Linked DNA regions of Sus scrofa: region 1 is linked to region 2. The links are chromatin contacts, called in public promoter capture Hi-C maps. All regions are on one chromosome and are shown on one strand. Each heading gives the region's core, a stretch centred on a gene start, on an enhancer-like site or on the middle of the called end of the contact. The rest is flanking DNA. Distances are from core to core; before and after follow the strand shown. Region 1 holds the start of CRIP3 (cysteine-rich protein 3). Region 2 overlaps TTBK1 (tau-tubulin kinase 1).

Evidence for each region. Promoter capture Hi-C pulls out the DNA fragments that hold promoters and counts their contacts.
Region 1: a promoter capture Hi-C map of liver shows a contact between it and region 2, with 2.8 times the contacts expected there. The contact joins the promoter of CRIP3 here to the enhancer-like site in region 2. A contact is called at or near these places in 2 of 5 promoter capture datasets (fetal liver and liver) and 6 of 47 Hi-C or Micro-C datasets (embryonic fibroblasts, epiblast stem cells, fetal liver and 2 more).

The regions. Positions count from the first base shown.
Region 1 is chr7:38,335,945-38,340,499 of Sscrofa11.1, reverse strand. It overlaps CRIP3 (cysteine-rich protein 3), which reads left to right and starts at 1,874. Exons shown (of 8, transcript XM_021098749.1): 1 at 1,874-2,850; 2 at 3,109-3,203; 3 at 3,604-3,661; 4 at 3,758-3,889. The coding sequence starts at 2,808.
Region 2 is chr7:38,278,536-38,283,314 of Sscrofa11.1, reverse strand. TTBK1 (tau-tubulin kinase 1) reads right to left here. Exons shown (of 15, transcript XM_001929304.5): 2 at 3,640-3,801. The coding sequence starts at 3,747. Among named protein-coding and RNA genes, the nearest start is that of TTBK1, 4.5 kb to the right of the region's middle. Within about 2 kb of position 3,119, at least 41 of the 83 cell types and tissues checked have an H3K27ac peak or open chromatin away from gene starts, as enhancers often do. A contact at or near this core is called in epiblast stem cells, fetal liver and liver, where this site is marked.

The DNA of each region.
Region 1 (4,555 bases), core at 625-3,124, 58 kb before region 2:
AGTGGAGACTAAAACTTTAACATTTTTCAAACATGTTAAAGAGGAATCCCTTTAAGACACAGTTATAAAACTAAGGATCTTGAAATATTCCCCCAAAACTAAAAATAAATGAGAAAGTGTAGAAGTTCACTTCACAGTGTGCAAGCCTTCCACCTTTAGAAGTCATCAAGGAAGATAAAACCAGTGTTGTTAGAAGCAAAAAGTACCCATGGAGACAAGTGAAGAAAGGAGTGTTGAGTAGAAGTTCAGAGACACCAGTCCTATCCCCATTGCCCTGCTGAGGAATCTAAAGTCCAGAGAGGGTCTCAGATTCCCAAGACACAAATAGAACTCCTTTCACCCAGCAGGGCACAGTGCTGTAGCCCAGTGATGGGTTTAGCACACACAGCCCCTTCAGCTCTTTGACAAACCGCCCTGATAAAACAGAGGAACATACTCCAGAAAACTCTTCATTTCACCATGATACTTTATCGAGGGCTTGTCTCCTTGGCTGTGGCCCTGCCCCTCATTTGCTGAGCTATCTTTAAAAAAAAAAGTTACCTTCAGGTGTTATTAAGACCTTATCCACATACCATAAATTTCACCCTTAAAAGTATACAATTCAATGATTTTTAGAATATCCAGTGAGGTTGGGTAAATATCACCATTATCTAATGCCAGATCATTTTCATCTTCCCATAGGAGACCTGGTACCCATTAGCAGATGCTCTCAATTGCCCCTCCCCTAAACCCCTAGCAATCACTGATCTACTTCCTAGCTTTATAGATTTCCCTATTTTGAACATGTCATATGCGGTGGTGTGTATCTGGCTTCTTTCACTTAATATTTTTATGGTTCATCCATGTTGTAGCATGCATTAGTACTCTGTTCCCTTTTTTATTTTTTTAAAATTTTAAACTCAATTTATTACATTTATGGTTGTACAATGATGATCACAGTACTCTATTCCTTTTTATGGCTGAATAACATTCTATCATAGATAGAGGTGTTTTTGTTTTGTTTTGTTTTGTTTTTGTTTTTGCTTTTTAGGCCACAGGTGCAGCATATGGAAGTTCCCAGGCGAGGGGTCTAATCTGAACTGCAGCTGCCGGTCTACACCACACCTCATGGCAGTGCCGGATCCTTAACCCACTGAGCAAGGCCAGGAATCGAACCTGAGTCCTCCTGGGTACTAGTCAGCATCACCAGTGAGCCACAACAGGAACTCCAGAAAGATTACATTTTGTTTATCCATTCATCAGCTGATGGACTTTGGGTTTTTCCAGCTTTCGGCTATTGTGAATAGCAGTGCTATGAATATTCATCCACAAGTTTTTGTGTGAACATGCACTTTGTGTGTGTGAGGAGTGCAAGGATCATAGGGTGACTATAAAATTGTAGCTTTTTGAGGAACTGCCAGACTTTTTCAGTGGGGTACACTATTTTACATTCACGTCAACTTTGTATGAAGGATCCAGTTTTGCTATCCTCACTAACACTCTCCTTTTTTAATGTAGCCATTCTAGTAGGTGTAAAATGTTCTCACTGTGGTACTGATTTTCATTTTCCTAATGACAAATGATAAGCATCTTTTCATATGTTTGTTGACCTTTGTATATTGTCTTTGGAAAAATGTCTATTCAGAGTTTTTTCCCATCTTTTATTTGGGTTGTCTTTTTATTGTTTTAAAAGTCTTGGAGTTCCCGTCGTGGCGCAGTGGTTAACGAATCCGACTAGGAACCATGAGGTTGCGGGTTCGATCCCTGCCCTTGCTCAGTGGGTTGACGATCCGGCGTTGCCGTGAGCTGTGGTGTAGGTTGCAGACGCGGCTCGGATCCCGCGTTGCTGTGGCTCTGGCGTAGCCTAGTGGCTACAGCTCCGATTCAAGCCCTAGCCTGGGAACCTCCATATGCCGCGGGAGCGGCCCAAGAAATAGCAAAATAAATAAATAAACAAAATAAAATAAAAGTCTTGTACATATTCTGATTAGTAGAACCTTATCAGATATGTTTGCAAATATTTGTTCCCATTCTGTAGGTTTGAATTTCTTGAAGTGTCCTTTGAAGCACTGCTGAGCTACTTTTAACAAATATTAAAACATCTTAAACTAAATTAGGAATATGTAATTGATGTCTGAATTATACTTTTATATTGAATAAGCATTATCATTTTATGAGCAAACCATAGTATGCAGACCACATTTGGGGGCTTCCAAACTAAGAGTCGTGGGTTCATTATGGGATCCATCATAATGATACTTATCACTTTTATAGCATTTAGGTGCCAGGTACTGTTTGGGCACTTTGCACGAATTAACATCTAATTCTCACCACAATCCTATGAGGGAGAGACTTATTACATTACTCGTTGTACAGGTAAGAAAACAGAGGCAGAAGAGGGTTAAGTAATTTGCCTAAAGCTAAAGAGTGAGTAAATAAGACAAAGATAAGCTCCAGATTCCCCCGCTCTTAACACCTGCCACTGAAAGGCGGAATTAAAATATTTCAAATAATGCCTAACCCCTAGCTTTGGGGAAATAATGGTATTGTCATGGCGTCTATACCCTGGAGAGTTTCCTTCTGTCTAGCTTCAGGACCTTCTCTCCTCTCCACCGGTCCAAAGCTTAATGTTTAGAAGTAACGTCAAAATTGCCTACATCCCCGAAGTGGTTCTAAATTTCTGGCGGCCATTGAACGTGGAAGAGCAGCGGGTTCCGCAAGGCAAGGCTCACAGCTGAGCCGTGGGCGGGGCCAGTGGAGGAGGTGGGACCTGAGCTCCAGCGGACTTGCCTAAGGTGTGCAGTGCCGGCTGCTCAGCGCATGGAGCCATGAGCTGGATCTGCCCCCGTTGTCTGCAGCCCGTTTTCTTTGGTGAGGCTGGGACGGAGGAAGGGGAGGAGAAGACGGGGCGAGTGGGAGCCGTTGGGTTCCATAAGTACCCAAGGAGGTGGCGAAATTGTGGTTCCAGACCTCTGGGGCGCAGGGCACTCTGGCGGGATGGAGCTGGCCTCCCAGAGACACTCCCCATTGTCTCTAGGAATCCGGGCGGGTGGGACCCAGGGAAAAAAGGAGTGCACCTTCTGCCTGGCCTGGCTCCCCGCTGCCTGGTTCAACCTTGTCCCCCCACAGCAGAGAAGGTGAGCTCCCTGGGCAAGAACTGGCACCGCTTCTGCCTGAAATGTGAGCACTGCCACAACGTCCTGTCCCCAGGAGGGCATGCAGAGGTGAGGCTTGGCTGGGTTGCACAGCCCTGTGCCTGTCACCAGCTCCCAGTTTCAGCCCCATCAGCCCACCACCATCAACCTCGGCAGCCAACTCCCCAAATCGAATTACCCACGAGGCACCACACCATCCAGTATCTGGGGAGCCTGAGTTGTGCAGGTGGATCTCATGCCTTTTGTCAGGTGGGAAAGAGAAGCAGCAGTGCTTCCTGACCTGCTCTTTCCCTTTCCCCCAACCACAGTGGCACTTCTGGCATGCCAGCCCACCCCTCACTACTCCTAGACCCACCAACCCAGGCCAGTAGAAAGATACAAACGGCAGCTGTCTTGGGGAAAAGATTGTGGGGCACAGGGGAGGCCCTCTTGGGCCCTAAGCAATCCTCTTCCCTCTCCTCGTGCCTAGCACAACGGAAGGCCGTATTGCCACAAGCCATGCTATGGGGTTCTTTTTGGACCCAGGGGTAAGTACCAGCCTGGAAGGGGCCAGGGGACAACAAAACCCTCCTTGTGCCTGGGAGCTGGAGGCTCAAGCCTGACCTCCCCTCTTCTTTCTGCAGGGGTGAACATTGGTGGTGTGGGCTCCTACCTCTACAGATCCCCAGCTCCCATCCCTGCCAGCATCACCCCCCTCAGCCCCAGCAGCTTCAGCTCCCCCAGGCCCAGACCTGGCCTCCCCCAGGGCAAGAAAAGTAAGTGAGATTGGACCCTAGCTACTTCTCCTCCTGACCCTTGCCCAGGATGGAACACAGGGTGGGCCCAGTTGGCAAGATCCCACCTAGCCCTCTGCCACTTTGTTCATGACAAAGTCTTCTCTGCCCCCTTTTTGATGTTTCCTCATGTAAGCTGCTGATTAAGAGGAAAATTAGGCAGATGGCATTATCACCCCTATTTTACAAGTGAGGAAACTGAAGTCTGGACAAGGCAGGTGAAGTTGTACAGTCACACAGCTAGACAGAGGAAAATCTGGCCTGGAACTCAGGACCCTCCCAGGCTGGGGCCATGGAAAGAATGACCTAGAGTGGAGGGTCATTGAGATGCGCCAGCCCCTCACATTCTTCCACTTCTCCCCTCTCCCTGTTCCTTCCTCCATCCCCTGGAGTGGGCAGTGACACTCTGTTCCCCAACACCTGACACCCCTGCCCTGGCCAGCTCCTATATCAGCTCAGGTTTCCTGAGGATTGAGTTGCTGACAGGGTTGGGCTAGTGGGCACCTGAGCCCCTGGGAGCATAAAAAGGAAGCAGGTGGTCCCTCCTACAGATAGATATGGGGCAAGAAATGGAGTGGGGGTGGAGGGCTCAGCTCTGCCTGAGGAAGGCAGACTCATGCCCATATGGGTGAGAGGCGCTGGGATGAG
Region 2 (4,779 bases), core at 1,870-4,369:
GCCGCAGCTGGGCTTGCTCATGATTGAGATGGAGGCTGCTCTGATCAGCCAGTCTGTAATCTCCTAACTCTGAGCTGCCTGCCTCTCCGAGCCCTCCCCTTAACATTTATTCAACCCAATAAATGTTTAATGGTGGTTGAAACATGGGAATGGAGGGAGAAGTGAGGCAGGCAGAGCTGAGGACAGGGCGTTCCCAGTAGGCTCCAGTTGAAACCACTCTAGAAAGAGAAAGGAGGAAGGAAGGGAAGGTTTAGAAGACAGGTGGAAGGCTGTGGGGTTCTCATGCCCAGGAAAGAGGAGAGAGGAAGAACAGTGAGAAAGCAGGGTCCCTCTCTACCTGAGATGAAAGTTAAGGTCAGACTTCTAGAAGAATTTCAGAGCAGGAGGGGACAGATGTAGACTCAAGGGAAGCCATGGACTGCCTTCCTCTGGGGAACTTTAAACTCAGGGGAGATTCTAGTATCTTCTAGATTCCTTTGCAGTTGACGTTGTAGGAATGAGGGGAGGATACAACCCCCCACACCTTGGGTTCTGTGATCCACACTCGAAGACATCATCTCAGCTCATCCCCAGAGGCTCCCAACCACACAGGTGAGGAAGGTCACAGGAGTTGTCATTTTGCACAAAAGGAAACTAAGGCACAGAGAGTTAAAAGTACCCTGCCCCCAGTCACGCTGCCAGTAAGTGGCAAAGCCAGATTTCCTCTGAATCCAGGTAATCTGATGCAGAATCCACACTCCTAACTGCAATGTTACACGAACCGTTGACACACGGAGATTCAAAGTATACGTGCTGAGATTCAAACCCAGACCTGCCAGGCTCCAAAATCCTCGCTGGAGATAGTAAGGAGAGCTTAGAGCAGCCAAGACATATCTGATACCTACTCCCCAACTTCCCAGGGGGCCAAAGGGTAGTTCTCTACCACCTTCACCTCCAAACAGGGCCTATCTCTCCCTCCGTAGCTCCCTCCTCCATTCCCCCCCCATTACAGAACATAGGGGGGCCTGTGAAGGCAAAGTGTGTAAGGCCCACGAAGTCACACATCAGCCTTACCCACAGCCCAGGAACAAGAATGTTCTCTCAACCGCCCTGCATCAGACCCTTGTCCTCCCCTCCTAAATTTTTTCATGACATTCTCCCCCACCAAAGGACCTGGAGAAAGAGGACACAACAGGACCAGCATTCATTTAGAAAAAAGGAAACCTAGTTTATTGGCCCAGCTCTGGGTGACCTGGGGTAAGTTCCCACTTTTCCCCTTCTGCAAAATGAGAGTTAGACTAGAATAGGTCACAATTCTCCTTTGGTTCTATGATCTTGATTCTTTTTTTTTTTTTCTTTTTTCTTTATTTTATTTTATTTTATTTATTTATTTTTTTTGGCCATGCCTGCAGCATGCAGAAATTCCAGGGCCAGAGATCAAAGCTGAGCCACGGCAGTTGCTATGTCAGTTCCTTAACCCACTGAGCCACCAGGGAACTCCGTCTATGATCCTGATTCTTGGGTGGGCTAATTCTTAGCAAGTGGCGTAACTCAGTGACTGTTGCCCCTGCAGTCAGACAGACCTGGTTCTACCAACTAGTCATGGGAATTTGGCAAGTTAACTAAGCTCTACGCTTCAGTTTCCACCCCTGTGAAACGAGGCTAACAGGAGTATCTACTCCATAGGTTGCTGAGATAATACATGTAAGTCATTTTGCACAGTACCTGACAATAGTAAGTGCTCAAAAAATGCTAAATTTGATATTCTGATGCTGAGAGGCACCCCTCAAGAAGAAAAAAATGCTCTTATTTTAAAATGCCTGGAGTTCCCGTCGTGGCGCAGTGGTTAACGAATCCGACTAGGAACCATGAGGTTGCGGGTTCGGCCCCTGCCCTTGCTCAGTGGGTTGGGGATCCGGCGTTGCCGTGAGCTGTGGTGTAGGTTGCAGATGCAGCTTGGATCCCATGTTGCTGTGGCTCTGGCGTAGGTTGGTGGCTACAGCTCCGATTAGACCCCTAGCCTGGGAACTTCCATATGCTGCGGGAGCGGCCCAAAGAAATAGCAAAAAGACAAATAAAATAAAATAAAATGAAATGCCCCATTTAGTACCACGGACCCTCATTTCCTCCTCACACAGCCCATCAGGACAGCTTGTTCTTGGTTCCTGAGTGGTGCCTCACTCCCCATCTATCCCTCATGGGGACTGGCTGAGGGGAAATATCTGGTACCCCACCCTCTCTAATTCTCGAGGGACCAGGGAGGGAAGGAAGGGAAAGAGAGGGGTCACACTGGCCACGACTGAGGGCTTGTCTCCTGCCCTCCCCTAACCCCTGACACTTCTCTCCCCACTCATCTCCCACACCCTCCCTCAAAAAGCACTGGAAAGTTCCAACCCAAAGTCAGTATGTGTGTGAACACTCTCTTTTTCCCATCTCTTCATTGCAAAAGTCCTGCTGCCTCTAATCTGCCAGAGACTAAGTCCTGAGTGGAACCTCAAGCGGGATGGGGGACAGGGTCTTAGAGAAACACTCCTCACTTTGCCAGATCCTCATTCCTTTGCGTATTTCCCTGGGTCCTCCTCTCTCAATTTCCATCCTTTTCCACTCCCTCTCAGGAAATCCCTTTCTGGGATATACAGCCCCTTCCCTCAGTAATCTGGCTCCTCCAGCAAGGCCCCCCCCCCCCCCCCCCGCCACGCGCCTTCCCCAGTCCCAGAGACATCTCTGACAACACTGTTATCTTTGCCCTCTCCCTGGGCCACTAGGCGACCTACCCACTGGGTGGTTATTGCCATGGAGACCTGGCCGCAGCCAAGCCTCACTCTCTTCTCAATCTCGGCCCCCTCCCCTGTTGGTGAGCTGAGCCCCCGCTCCCACCCTATGCAGACCCACAGCTCACAGCCGATCACTTCATCCTGCTCCCATGAGAAGACATCAGAGCGCTCTCAAGCATCAGAAAGAAAGGAAGGGGGACGGTGGGATCGGGACTGATTTACAGTTCCACTCAGAATACGATACACTGCCTTTGCGTCCATCCTTAAGTGTTGCCCTCCCTTCCGAAGCCCAAAGCCCTGAGGAGGCTCGGACTACAACTCCCAGCAGGCAGAGCAGCCTGAAGTCCCGGGCTGGAGAAGCAAGGCACGCTGGGAGATGGAGTCTCGGAGTGTTGCACCTGCCGCAGGAAGCAGTGAGGGGAGGAGGGTGTATGGAGAAGGTGGAGTGCGAGTGCGGTAGGAGCCGCCTGCAGGGCCTCTTTCCCCGAACCCAAGCTTTTCTGTCCTATGCGGAAGAGGAGGGGCTCGCTCACTGCCCTTCTCCAAGGTCCAGCAGAGAAAGAGCCCCCTCCCCCACCCTCGCCCTCCTCCCCCCACTGAGCTCTGCAGCTCCTGCTCTGACATCCAACCAGGAGTTGTTCCAGTCTGGACCCGACCAACGTGACCTAGCGGGGAAAGGAGTGAAAGACGGCGGGACTGGAGAGAGGGACCGGCAGAAAGCGATTGTCCACAAGTGGAGGCAAAATAATGACCTGCAAGTCGTAGGCAAATGAGCTCAGGGACACCTCCTTCTTACGGTAGGGACACAGAGGGCAACTGATTTAACAGGTCTCTCCTCCCATCCTCCCCCCGCCCTTTCCCCCGCCCGGCCAGGTCACTCACTCACCACCTTCCAGCGATCCTTGACCACGTAGTTGGCCGGCAGGATGTCGGCCTGCTCCCCTCCCCCACTCATGTTGGTTTCGTCCTTAAGAGCGGCCGCTAGGCACTGCATCCGCCAGCCGGAGGGAGGGGTGTCCGCAGGGCCTGCTCTGGAGGGGCCATCTACCTGGGGGAGTGGGAAGGGGCTGTGAGGGGGCGGGCTAGGACCCAGGACCCCCTAGCAGATATGGAGGAGGGGAACACAGGTTCTCCTGGCAGGCATCATTTCCTAGCCCACTGGGTAGATGCTCCAGGGGTCACTGGGGGAAGAACTGTGTAAAAACCCGGTGGAGGTCAGAGGAGAAGAAGAAATACCATCCATGGGAAGGTAGGTACAAACTACAAATTGGAGATGTGAAAACCAGCAATGGGACACATATGTGATGGAAAAAGGGAGTGGAAAATGATGTGTGAGCAGGCTGTGAGGAAAGCGTTTCCCAAAGAAACCCATGCTAACTAATGTGGGGAGGACTTGCTCACCCAGGTGCTCACCAGATGGAAATCTGCGCTTGGGCCAGGGAGACCTGAGCCAAGAAGGACCAGCCTGAGGGACTCTATCCTCCGCTCACACATTCACACCATCCCATGCCGCACGGTGCCCAGAGAACTGTGCCTCTGAGGCTCAGTGAAAGAGAAGAACTGCTGACCAAGGGGTGACCCAAGGGAGACACAGACCAGAGTGGCAGGGACCTCTAATCAACCATGGGAGATATAAGCATCAGAAAATTAGGAGCTGCCCTTTGAGGATGGTGCTGAGTGAGGAGGCTGAAACCATTCTCAGTGCTGAGCCCAAACCACTGGCACGGTTTTGGGGTGAGAAGCAAGGATGTGAGTGATGGGGTGAACATAAGGTGATGGACTCAAGATGTGGGCTTTAGAGGCACGGCAGCCCTGTGACCACTCAGAGGAAATGAGGCAGGCTGAATTGGGGGGGGGGCAGCAGGAAAATGGAATGAGAAGGTAGGAGGAGTGATAGGGAGCAGCGGGTCTGGGTGGATAAGGAGTAAGAGAGCCTCTGCCCACACCTTTCTGTGTCTGCTTAGGAACCGACTGGAAGGAACACAGCCTTTGTCGCATACTGATTGGTAGAAGTTGGATATCAGGG